Linked DNA regions of Cyprinus carpio: region 2 is linked to region 1. A link is a contact called in public Hi-C data. All regions are on one chromosome and are shown on one strand. The core of a region is the stretch at or near the end of the contact, and the rest is flanking DNA. Distances in the headings are between cores, read along the strand shown. Region 1 holds the start of tmem242 (transmembrane protein 242). Region 2 holds the start of LOC109113276 (AT-rich interactive domain-containing protein 1B-like).

Region 1 (6,817 bases), core at 2,855-5,354:
TCCCATTCCACACTGTTTGTTCTATATGTAGGCAATGTATTTTTATCTGCTTGTTAATCAAGAGACAAATGTACAGAGGATTACATAATATTATTTTCTCTTTAAAGGAATGTTCAGGTTAAATATGGACATTGGACAGCATTTGTGATATCGATTACCACTTCAATTACTATTGACAATGGAACAAACGTAACTGGGATAAAGAAAATAAAACTACACGTTGTTTTAAAGGTATAGCCACACGACTAAAACATTATGCATTACTGTTACTATTTTATTTTATTTTATTTTATTTTATTTTAATCTATCTATCTATCTATCTATCTATCTATCTATCTATCTATCTCTTTTGAAAAAGTATCTTATGCTTAGCAAGGCTGCATTTGTTTGATCAAAAACAGTCAAAAACAGTAATATTTTGAACTATTATTACAATTTTAAATAACCATAAATTCATTTTAAAAAATATTTATTCCTGTGATGCAAAGCTGAATTTCCAGCATAATTACTCCAGTCTTCAGTGTCACATGCTCAAAAAACATATCTTATTGTTATCAAATTTGAAAATTTTGCTGCTTAATATCTTTGTGGAAAGCATGATGTGTGTTTTTCAGGATTATTTGATGAATACAAAGTTTACACTATCTCTTTAATGTCATTTTTGATCAAATGAATGCATCCCTGCTGAATAAAAGCATAAGTTTCCTTAAAAAAAGAAAAAATCCTTTCAACTAATTTACATTTAAGGCTAGTTTGATCAAATGGCTTACTTGTATAACTTATTACTTGTATTGAAAATTATACAAGTTATATATAAAATTTTCAACTTTATGACCATGTTAAGCTGATAAACATGATAATTTTATGATGCATTTTATGTGCAGGGATACCAGAAAGAGACGTGATATAACTATCTGCAAAGTACAGTTTATTATTATTTTACTGCTTTCATTTCAGTAAGTCTTGTCACTTAATTTCCTGTTTTTATTCCTGCTTATGATACACGAGCTGAATGCATTCAAAAGGGTGTTTTAACCAAATGATCTAACCAACATTCTTGGCTTGAAATGATTTACGAGTTAACATTTTGTGCTGAACTGCGCAACAAACCAACTGCCTTTCACCAGCACGGCTAATGTGTTTCCCTCTGTGTTTTCAGCTATCTGTGTTTAATGGATCACAAAACCTCTGTAATGACTTTATAATCGTTTCAAAAAGCATGACAAGACTAACCCTAGAGCAAAAAAAAAATAAAACAAATAATACAACTGTGGGCTGGGTCATTATGTTGTTTCCTAGGAGACACAGGCTGTTCCAAAAGAACACAAAGATCGGGAAAGGGAAACTGTCGCCATGGAAACAGGGCCGCACCAAGACTATGTTTTGGAAGTTGTGGTATGGAATGTATGGGGCTTGGTGATGGGGGATGGGACACTGGAAAATCTCCGCTCCACACGTCCCCTTCTCCAAAGAGATTCTCTACAGGCAAACATGCTTCGAGTAATGCAGAGCATTGTGTTTTTAACCCTGAGCACAAGGCTCTCTTGTCTGAAGCATCTTTCACAGCTTGTGTTTGCATATTAACATGCTTTCATGAAAGTGGGATAGAAGTCATAAAATTCTGAAAGCACTACCCATTTTTGGACTTTATCATCAGTAATCATAATGATCACTTCAAACTCAAAAACAAAACAGCACTGTAGTGTACAGGGATGGTATCAGTTGGTAATATTGGTATTGAATGGTTTCTGTATTCATACCACGGTATCGCTCTGAGGTGCTTCCAAAAATACTAGGTATTTTCTCATGGGACACTCCTAAAAATAAAGCTTCTTTTTTTACAGCAATGCCATTAAATAATCCTTTTGGGTTCCCCAAGGAACCATATCTTGTTAGTGTGAAGAAATTTTAATAACCTTTTTCTCCACTTGTGCAATGGAAAGGTTCCAGGGGTGTTCAAGGTTCTTCATTATTCCATACACTCTTAAAAATAGAGGTGCTTCATGATGCCATAGAAGAACTTTTTTTGTCTAAATAGTTCCATAAAGAACTTTTAACATCTGAAGAAACTTTCTGTTTCACAAAAGGTTCTTTGAGGCGAAAGAAGGTTCTTCAGATTATAAAAAGGTAAGAAAGAGGTGGTTATTTAAAGAAGCTTTGACTGAATGGTTCTTTATGACATTGCTGTGAAGAACCCTTTAAGCACCTTTATTTTTAAGAGTGTATATGGCCTAAAAACGTTTTTTGCTAATGTCTGGAGTAGAGAGAAGACACTGAATCTAGTGTTTCAATGTACTTACTCAAAAGCAAAGAAGAGGCCACTGGTCACCAAAATGAGAACCGTTGTAAGATAGAAGACCCCGGTCTGCTTTGCCATCATTATCCTGCCGTTGCAGTAAAACTTATTTCGGCCAGGAAAAACCTGCCATTTCCTTTTGATCTTCTTCTTCTTGGTGTGTGGAGTGTCCATGGGTGAGGAGTTGTGTGTGCAGATCTGATTGTACTGGCACTCTCGGATGGGCTCCTCGACTCCAAGATGCATGTTGCCCGTCATCTACCCACCAGCAATAAAACACAACTTTAAAGCAACACAAGTGAATCAGAATTCAAACGTCCTTAAGGAACTAACGAGACAGCTGGATCTCTAAGAAACATCTCTGATCTGATGGAGGAAGCATTACACAACCCAGTCAAAGAAAAGCGTGGACCTGTAACCAAGGAACCATTTTCTTATCTCCATGTTTTCATTGAAATCTTCAATGTTTTAAATGCATTGCGTTAAAAACGCTAATATGTGCATCCGAAACGATGGGAAGGAAATAAGATCCGCGTGTTTGGTTCACATGTTTGTTTGGATAGCTCCTTCATTGCAGATGTCTATCCTCGACACAACAGGATGCGCTCCAGGACACAGAGGCATGTGGACATCATGCCCAGAAATGTCGCTTTGTCTGCGGGCGTCTTAAAGCTTGCAACTCCGTTAATGCGATTCAGAAGCAACCAAATCCACTCCAAACATTAGGAATATAACGTTAAGAGCGTCCTTCCGATGTCCTCGTAAACCCGTTCACTGGGAGGTTACAGTGCACGATCGGTTGCTAAAAATCTAGTTCTGACGCCGCATGCACGATACTGCAACAGCAGACAAACAGAGGCGGCTGTTTAGTCATCTGTATCGATGATGATGAAGGAGAGAGAGAGAGAGAGAGAGAGAGAGAGAGAGAGAGAGGAAGGATCGCTGTGCGCAGGATGTGGATGGAGTGGATCCCAGCGTGAACAACACACGATGACCCTATAAACAGCGGCGCCGTCTCAAATCATAGCCAGCTGTCTATGTAGACAGCATGTTTGGGTGTGCTCAAAACAAAAAAACAAAAGTGAGTTACGGTTTAAAACCTAGTGATCTGACAGTACAGCATTTCGAGTATGAGCCTCAAAACCCAGTGAGCTGCAACACTAGACCACGTTTTTTGGGGACCATATTTTAAAACCTAGCGAGCTGCCAATATAGACAACATTTTTGAGCATGCCTCAAAAGAGTGAATTGCCAGCATACACTGCTTTCAGTGGCATGTATTTCAAAAGTTTGCAATTTTTTTAATGTATCTCAAAACAGAGTGAAGGAGTTCCCTATATAGACAGCATATAAGCGCTTTATGTGTGCTTATGTTGTAGCATTATTAAAAACACTAACAAAATAAAATAAGAAAATATTTCATAATGTTTTTAAATATTGTAATAATACAGTATAACCACACAAACGTGTTTAAGCTCCTTCTCCCTGTCTGTGATGGTGTCTAGGCACTCGGTTTTACACACAGCCGATCTGATCAGCGGAATCTCAGTCCTCCTCTCACAGACACATGTCTAGTTCCACAAAATCTCACTTTATTATGAGTTTGAAGATATTGTTTTGTCATGATGACAAATAAAACACAATACCTACAGAACTGCGGGTATCCGCACAACACAAATCCTTACGGTCTTGTTGTTACTCTGCCATTATTTGAATTTAGTTTAATTTTATTCTTATTATCATGTCTCAATTATAAATATATAAATATAACAGCAGGCAGGCTTATTATGCCATTTATGCCCAGTGAAAGCTGTACGTCATTTGTATTATGAAACGTTCCGCCTGACGTGTTTCCGCCGGAAGTCTGTGTCAGTCGGACCCGTTCAAGATGTCAGTGGAGCAGACGCGCGCGAGTGGGCAACTCAATGACACCGAAGACGACAAATCACACTTGATAAAAGGTTTGACGTATTTTAATAGCATATTCGACCATTGGTGTTTATGAACTAAGCTTTATGAATTATCCGTCGATGTCACTCATTTGGATAACTGACCTTATTCTGATTAATCATACATTAAAGCAGAAACCCAGACCTAAAGGTTAAATGTCATATGTAACCACAAAACCAGTCATAAGGCTCCATTTTTTTAATTGAGCTAAATAAATAAGCTTTCCAATGATGTATAGTTTGTTAGCATAAGACAATATTTGGCTGAGATACAACTATTTGAATATCTGGAATCTGAGGGTGCAAAAAAATCTAAATACTGAGAAAATCATCTTTAAAGTTGTCCAAATTAAGTTCTTAGCAATGCATATTACTAATCAAAAATTAGGTTTTGATATATTTACAGTAAGAAATTTACAAAATATCTTCATGGAACATGATCTTAACTAATATCCTAATGATTTTTGGCATAAAAGAAAAATCGATAATTTTGACCCACACAATGTATTGTTGGTTATTTCTACAGATAGCTGTGCGACTTATGACTGGTTTAGTGATCCAGGGTCACAAATAATTTATGAAGACGGTTAAGTCCATATTCGCGACATTCTACAATTCTGGTATTTTTAATAATTAGCAAGTAACGATTTACGATTCGTGGACAAATCTTTCTTGGAGTCAAATCTTTTTAGTGAACTTGTTAAAGGGATACTCCATCCCAAAATGAAAACTTTGTCATTAATCACTTACCTCCATGTCGTTCCAAACGTGTAAAAGCTTCGTTCGTATTCGGAGCACAATTTAAGATATTTTGGATGAAAACCAGGAGGCTTGTGACTGCCCCATAGACTGCCAAATAAATAACAGTGTGAAGATCCAGAAAAGTATGAAAAGCATCGTCAGAATACTCAATCTGCCTTCAGTGGTTCAACCGTAACGTTATGAAGCAACGAGAATACTTTTTGTACATGAAGAAAACAAAAATAACGACTTTATTCAACAATTCCTCTCCTCTGTGTTTCTCCAAATCAGTGTAGCACCATTTTGGCAATTCTGATCGCGCTGCGCCGATGCATTGTTTGCTTTCAAACCAAAGCATAAATACACGTAAAAAATGTGCTATTGTGGCGCGGCTGATACAGAAGAGTGTACGCCATCTGCGCCTTGTTTAGTTAATTTTTGACTTTTGGAAACATGTACTCTCTCGTCAGGATCATGATAGTGTAACTTATCATTCTGCAATTAAATATGATTTTCTTAATCAATGATAGATCACTGAAGCATACCATCGATTAACATCCTCAGACCTCTTTATACAGTACACTAAAATCAGTTTCTATGGTCCTCTGCTCTGTTTGCGCTCTGTGCGTGTGTCACGGTGCTGTTACTTCATGCGGTCTGTAGAAGATGAATGCATGAGTCTGGCTCTGGACCTGCACTCTCTGCCAAAAAAACCAAAATGTGCTGCAGTCAGTGTTAGTTAATGATGCCTCCAGCAGTGCAGTTGTAGTACTTGATTCTTCAGTCCAGTAGCTTTTGGATCAGTGTTATTACTGCGGTGTATATATTATTGTCCAGACTGCTGTTGAAGCAGACAGTGTTGTCACGTTATCGACCGCATGTTCATAACTATGACTATTCCTTTAAAATGTTGACCTCAGTCTGTTGTCTCTTATTCAGCCGGTGCTTTCCTCACTACTGTAGCCACAGCAGGTATGATTGCAGGGTTCGGTTGCACCCTTGCCGTGGCTAAGAAGAAGAGTCCTGACTGGTTCAATAAGGTATCAAGCTTTTCTGCAATACATTACTGACATTTAGTACTAACATGCGTCAACTACACACTTAAAATCAACAGTTTTCTTTTGGGGTTTTGTGAAAATAAGGATTTAAATGCCATATAAGTGAAGAAATTACAACAGCTGTTGTAAAATAATTTTGGTAACACTTTAATTAAAGTCTTTATGTATAATGCAAGGGTTATTAAATGGTGTAATGCATTATAACGTGCATTACAATGCATAATTAATGCATTAAAACTACTTTTATAATGCATTGTACATAAAGGCTTTAAGTAAAGTGTTACCATCATTTTATTTAGTGTGATTATTTTTTCTATCAAAATTAATATTCAACTCAACAGTGTTCCAAAAACATTACCCTGACACAGTGTCCTATTATTATTATTATTATTTTAGGAATAAGAAATCCTATTATTATTTTGGGAATAAGAAATCCTATTATTGTATTATGGTTATTATCATCATCAGCTATAATATTCAACTCAACTAAGACGCAAAGAAAAATGAGATTTAAAACGTAGCTCAGAATGTGAGCAAATGTTTTTTTTTAGTCCCATTCAGTGTGTTATATTAGTCCTAGTCCTTAAATATTTTGAAAATGTGACATCATAGTGCTCCTCTGCTTACAGAAATCATTTTCTTCTTTCTTGGAAGCTGTTTGTGCTCTGGTTATTCATCTAATCAGCAGAGCATGGCAGGCTGATGTCTGCGAACTTCACTGAATTAGACACTGCGTAAATGCTGACATCGATTCCATTTTATGACTTGTTTTG
Region 2 (6,817 bases), core at 1,241-3,740, 850 kb after region 1:
TCCAATAGATTCATCAGCTTTCCCCCTGGACCTGCATAAAAACATATTAAGCAGCAAAGTCAATTGAACTTGAAAAACTCTGCCAGCTGGACTGTGAAATCCAAAGTTATATCTCAAAACCAAGTAGGCTGCCTATCTAGACAGCATTTTTCAACATTATAGTCTCATAACTTAGTGAGCTGCCAACCAAGATAGGATTTTTTTTGGCAATACATTCTTAAAACCCAGTGGGCTTCCCACCTAGAAAGCAATTTGGGGTCTTATGGTCTCAAAAGCTATGGCACAGACTACCTAGACAGCATTTGGGGTATCATAGTGACAAACCCTAGCGTGTCACCTACCTAGTCAACTGTTTGGGCTTTAATGGTCTCAAAACCTAGTGAGCTTCTTAGGTTTTTGAATACAGCTTTAGTCACCACCTCACCTTATAATTTCTTTATATTTTAATATGTTGTGTTTAAGACAGCCAGTACGAAAAATGTTTTAAAATACAGCTAGTGAATGTGAAAACATTAATTACTGCATAATGAAGCCAGACGGCCGCAATGGCGCTAACGCCAGCTAACAATGCTAATCAGTAGCGCTGTTGTCCTGAAACCACAGTCTAGCCATTCGTTTCAGAAAGACAGTGCTTACCGGTGACCAAACATTGAAAACGAAATCGAAATTTTATCTGGAAAATAGAATTAGAGCACAAAATCGCAATTGATCTCGGGAACGAAACGCACAAGCAGCGAATTGTATTTAGCAGCAGCGCAATGCTAGAATGTTCCACAATTTGAATGGCACCGAACTAACGAGCTCTTTATCGAAACCACGACCGATCATTTATTCAATAACACTGACTTTTTGGTAATAATGCTGTATTATTATACGGTCTATGAGAATATAAGCAGCCCAGCATGTCTTATCGCTGTATCGGGCATATCTTAAAGCAGAAATGAAAGTATCAGCGCAGGCTAAACTCTCATGCTAACACCGTTAGCACAGTCACCTTGGGCAGAACTTGACATGTTCTCCTGCCTGTCAATCCACACACACGCACAAACCCCGGAATAATCATAACTATAACAGGAGAAAACAAACTCAGCATTCTATTCCACCCTTTACACAGATAATTTGCATTGGATAAATATAAAAGCTGCACACTGGAAGCTAGTAATACGAGTAGCATCAGGCCACGGCTAGACCTGCATGCGAAACTTGACACACACGTACGCAAGCTAAAACGTTCACCTGAGCTCTGCCGTTCCCGTTATTCCCAGGACTCATGGCCGGGTGGCTTCTTTGTTGTGCTCCCCAGCCGTGGCTGGCGGCGGAGCTGTACGGGGAGCTCATGTCTTTGCCCAAACCCATCCCGGACTGCTGCTGCTGCTGCGGCGGGTTGCTGTAGTCTTGATAACCGCTGCCATATCCGCGCATCATCGGACTCGGAGATGTCAGGAGCTGGTTTAGGGTGGGTGTAGCTCCAGAAGGGTGCTGCTGGTTTTGTCCGGGGAACCTCTGAAAGCCCCCAACGTTGGCACCGGGAGCTGGGGTAACGTTAGTTGAGGCCATAGCAGCCTTGCCATGACTAGCAGCGGCAGTAGGCGAGTTGGTGCCTGGGCCCATCATGTTCCCCTGCCGCGACGGGCTCATCATACCGTATCCAGCGCCACCGTACCCCGGCCGGTAGTTGGGATAGTGGTTGTACGGATTATTATGATACCCTTCGTGGGAGTTTTGCACTTGATCCATGCTGCCCTGTGCTTGATGCATTAAAGCAGTCCTAGGGCTTTGTTGTCCGCCATGTTGATCAAAGCAAGGCCCTCCTCTTCCATTCCCGTAATAATGATTAAACTCAGAAACGGAGCTGTTCCCGCTTTGGGACGCGCCGCCGCCGGTGTTGTTGTTGTTATTATTGTTGCTCGTTGGTCCAAAGTGTGAGTGCTCGTACCTGCTGCCCATCCGATCCCCGCCGGTTTTGGACGAGCGCTCTTCCTCGTCGCTCGTGTTCAGCAAACGCGGATGGCGATCGACCTGCGTCTCCAGAGCGTTTTCTTTCCCTCCATGCTGCTGTCGATCTCCGCGCACGGGTGTCGGGTTGATGTTGTTGTTGTTGTTGTGCACGGCTCGCTGCTGTGGCTGCTGATGGAATGATGCTTGCGACTGTTGCTGTGGAGGTGTGCGATGATGAGGCGAAGGAGGGGGATCTCCGCTTCCAACATTTTTCACTTGATGATTCGCGACCAGACCCGTTTCCATACTCGAAGTCGCGGTTAAATGAGCAGAAAAGGCTGTGTGCGTTGATTCTCAGCGTCCGTGCTTTCGCAGAGACTATAGACGCATGCTGATGCCCATCTACATTATTCATTGAGGCAGCGCACAGCCCCACATCACACCGATTCCTCCTCACTCACACCATTAGATTTGGGATCGTGGATGGAGCCCTTGCCAGCGCCGTCCTGTCAGGGGATGACTGTGTGTTGCATGGGCACGATCTGTGAAAACAATTACTGAGGCGTTGAAACAGAAAAAAAAAATATATATATATATATATATATACTGAAATATACGTTTAACTGGTGGTGTTTGGGGATGAGCAGAGGCGTTAATATATTTTCACTTATTCAGAAGTTTATTTGCAATACCAAACATCCAATTCCCACAGAGGCAAATGTGACCGTGTATAAATGTGCATAAGACCCCTACCGGAGCCCCTTTGCTCCAGCATGGCATTATCAAGCATCTCCTCCAGCTCTCCACTGCTCTGCGCTGAGTCCGCTGGAAAACACGGACCGGCTGATTCGGAATCTTAGGATTTCTGTATTTACATTTGAATTCATTCCATTTTAAATAGCTAACCCTTGTATTATGTTCACTGATGTGTTTTGAAGTGCACACAAATAATTTTCTGACGATTTTGATGTTCGCGGGTCAATTTGAGTGTTTTGCTATCCTGGAAAGGGAAAAAAATAGCTTTTTTTCATTATTTTCAGTGCTGAAAAAATACTTTCTCAGACTCGGATGGTAAAAGTGAGCTATCATTTCTATTTTCAACGTATATGAAATACTATTTATCTTTTTCTTCCAGATTATTATTATTATTATTATTATTATTTACTTTTTCTCATTTAAGGCTAAGAACATGTGTAAATAAGTCGTGTTCCAAATTTACCAAAACTAGCCACCGGGTGCCATTCAAACTCTATTGATTTTTTTAAACTGAATTTTTCTGTCACAAATCTATAAATTCTTCACAAAATAACCACCAAATATGGAATCTTTCTGACCTTTCTGATGATATATATTTTGTCAAGATTCTAAAAAGTTTTGATTCTAAATGACCGTAATATATTTTGTAAAATGACAAAATGTATTACTAAGGGGGAGGAGCCCGCTAAAATAATTTAAAGTATCATTTCCATGGTAATGCAATGTCCAATTTCAAAATGATTTCTACAGGATGAATTTTGAGGTTTTAAGCTTTCAAATGATATATAACTCATGGTGATTACTTTTGTGACAAAGGTCAGAACTCCTATTAAAGTATGATGAATTATATGTTTTGAGGTGCACTCTTGTCATAAATTAATCTATTACTATTCCTACATAATTTGTAACAAAAACAGTGATAAAATATCTATTTTGAAGTCTTAGACCTTTCCAACGATATATAGTTTGTCACGATTAGATTAGGATTTAACTGTAATATAGTAGTATAGAATATACGTATAGAAGTAAACTTCTACCAGCGGGACGGTAACAGTTAAGGGATTAAAAATGTGGTTAAACACATTTTTAAAAAATTATACTTTTTGATCTTAATTGTTTGCACTGTGTGACAAATACTGATATTAAAATATTTCTGTTCATACCTGATTCCTTCTTGTTTTTAATAATGTGATATTTAGGGAATTGCATTGAAGGCGATTGGGGTCAATTTGACCCGCTCCATCAAAATTGTACCCAGAAACTGAACATAATACAAAGTTAAACTATAATTAGTGAACCTATACGTTCGTTACACTGCAAAGGCGACATGGACGTTATATCTGACGTGGCCTATTTTCCTAAAAAAGGTGCATTTACTTTTTAATGCTGTGGAGAGGCGTCAAATGCATTAATAATGTCGTAAATACTGTATGTATGAATGCAAACATGACATTTAAAATGAAATTTTGGAATTTTAAAACATATGCTGTTGTAATAATAGCAATGTTTACTTTTGCACAGAGTTTTAACAGCATGTTTTTTTATTTTTTTTATTTATGCATTTGATATATGCTTCCTTCCAAAGCAAATTCAGGATATACATTTTGTCCATGCATTTCCTAAGGAATTAAACTTATTACTTTGGGGTTGCCAGTGCTTTCTGAGCTATAGGAACTAATCTTGCTTTATGGTCTACCGGGGATCTCCAGTTCTAACCCTGCTCCAACACACCTGCCTGTAAATATTAATGAACCTTAAACCTACCTTGATTAGCTGATCAGGTTTGTTTAGGGTTGGAGCTAAAATCTGAAGGACGCTAGCTTTCCAGGGATGGGTATGGAGACCCCTGATACAACAAATACAAGTAAGCTTCGGAAATATAATAATGACTACAGTGTTTAATAAAACACAAAAAATAAGTTTTAAATAAAAAACTAAAAAAGGACATTTATGACTTGCACCATTACTATTCTTTCCCCCAACTGCTGATCCATATGATCGGGACTGTGAGATATTGGTTACATGGTAAGGCTACACATTGCCTTCAAAAACCAACCACATGAACTCATCGTAATAGAAACATGTTACACAGACATTGCATTTTGACTTTCGTTGCTGCATTTTTCTGATTTATGACACAGTCGTCAACATTAAATCAACAATCGGCAACCCACTCTCTAAATCTCAACAATTCCATGCCAGATTTTCTTCAGTGCAGTGGAATTGGTCTCAATCCATTTCTCTGCAGCCCAACACATCACACAGATAGACTGAATCACAGGATATATCATTCTGTGCTCTAGAAAACTCACAGAAAAAAAATATTATATTGTGTTTTCGCTATATTTCTCAGCTGTTAATTAAGTTTTATGCTGTTTTAAGTGGCAAGAGCAGCTAATTTCATCATGCAGTTACCAATTCTGTTACTTGCAGATTTGTATCTCACCATTAACAATACATACAGGAGGCTTCTCCCTTAAGCAAGAAATTGTTGGAATATTGCTTAAACTGCTGTATCTCTAAAATGACAGCTCTTAATGGGGTGATATGTGTATGTTGGAGAGGTAGGCCTGCTCTGGGGATGGCTCGGCCTGTTCAGCGTGAGCAGGATGTGAAAGGACCTCCCCCAGCAGCAGTGGCAGCAGCTCAAGCACAGAAACTGGGTCAGACAAAAAAAACACTCAGGCAGTCAGGCTTAGCTCCAGAGTGATGCTGTGACACTGCAAGCGTTTTCTCCACAATAGAAAAGCAACACATTCTAATACAAAGTAGTAAATGACAGAAAGTCTTACGCTTTCAAGGTCAAGCAAATGATGGACTGAATTATTCAGCATGGACTGGAGACAGCCATCCAATAGCAATTATTTTTTACTATTACTGTTTAAGATCAAATTATGCATTGTGTATGCAAAAAGACACGTCAGGTTTTAAAATGACATCTTGTCATAGCAGTTTAAATAAAAAGGTTTTTTTATTATTATTTTTATTATCAATTTGACTGCACTTGTAACTATTAAAATATGAACTAAATTGAGCCGGATAATGACACTGTTACTGAACTGAACTGAATCAACTCTCCCATAAAGAGATGTAATATATTATTGCCCTACAGTATATCATAAGTGATATTGCCATATACTGTGTTACCTGTTAGGTGATATAATTTTCAAATACATACAGTACATTCTCTGGAAAGATGCAGATATAAGTTTATAACATATACATTTATGTAAAATCCCTATAGTAAAACTTGTATACATATGTTAATAACATCTATATGATGGTTTTATATGGTATTATAAGTAGCAACCATACATGTCAACAATATATATTTTACACAACTATATTAAAACAACATATATCCAAAAAGCTGTCTGCTTATACTGTATGTTTTTGTAAAAACTGCTTTAAATACATCTATCCTTTATATTTACTTATATGATATCAGCATGTATTGACAGGTTTTTAGGATGAATAATTATGTACATAACATATTTTTTTTATTGTATTACACATACATTAACATAAATATTTGTATGGGACACTATAAAATTGTTACAATTTCTAATAACTTATTTGTATGTTTTTACTGAAAATGATAATATATTTTATAAATGGAAATTTAATATATGTATATAAATTACATTAGTGCTTGGGCTAAGCTGACTTGAGATGAATAATGACACTAATGTCTTTTTAGAGCTGCATCACAGCTAAAATTATATTCAGTTCATAGTTGAATCATAATAATACTGTTATTTTCGTTTATTACTGTGAAGCTGCTTCAAAACAATCTGTATTGACTTGACCTTTAAAATGTCATATTTAATGGTTATGACCCCACACAGAGAGGTCTTAAACTAATCTAAATCTAAACTATCTGTCTTAAAGTAACTGTCTTAACTTAAAATGTCATTTTCATATAAAGCATTGAAGTCCAAACTCATATTGCTATTATTTTTCTTTTTGTATGTGTAACAAAAGTACCATATAAGTGCAATGCTACTTTTATATAGTACAATGGTCCACTGTGATTCAAGTCTTTTGAAGCCCTGTGATTTTTGCTAGCAACAGATCTGCAGCCCTCTGCAGTAGCTCTAAAAATGGCTGGGGTGATTCAATA

The links. A called contact is a pair of places that touch in the nucleus more often than the background predicts.
Region 2: a contact with region 1 is called in a Hi-C map of liver, with 6 times the contacts expected there. The contact joins the promoter of LOC109113276 here to the promoter of tmem242 in region 1. A contact is called at or near these places in 5 of 8 Hi-C or Micro-C datasets (liver and skeletal muscle).

Annotation. Positions count from the first base shown.
Region 1 is chrB20:4,337,672-4,344,488 of ASM1834038v1, forward strand. tmem242 (transmembrane protein 242) reads left to right here and starts at 4,105. Exons shown (of 4, transcript XM_019126062.2): 1 at 4,105-4,257; 2 at 5,926-6,026. The coding sequence starts at 4,185. It overlaps zdhhc14 (palmitoyltransferase ZDHHC14), which reads right to left and starts at 3,440. Exons shown (of 9, transcript XM_042746452.1): 1 at 2,301-3,440. The coding sequence starts at 2,554.
Region 2 is chrB20:5,194,084-5,200,900 of ASM1834038v1, forward strand. LOC109113276 (AT-rich interactive domain-containing protein 1B-like) reads right to left here and starts at 2,491. Exons shown (of 21, transcript XM_042746443.1): 1 at 1,237-2,491. The coding sequence starts at 2,244.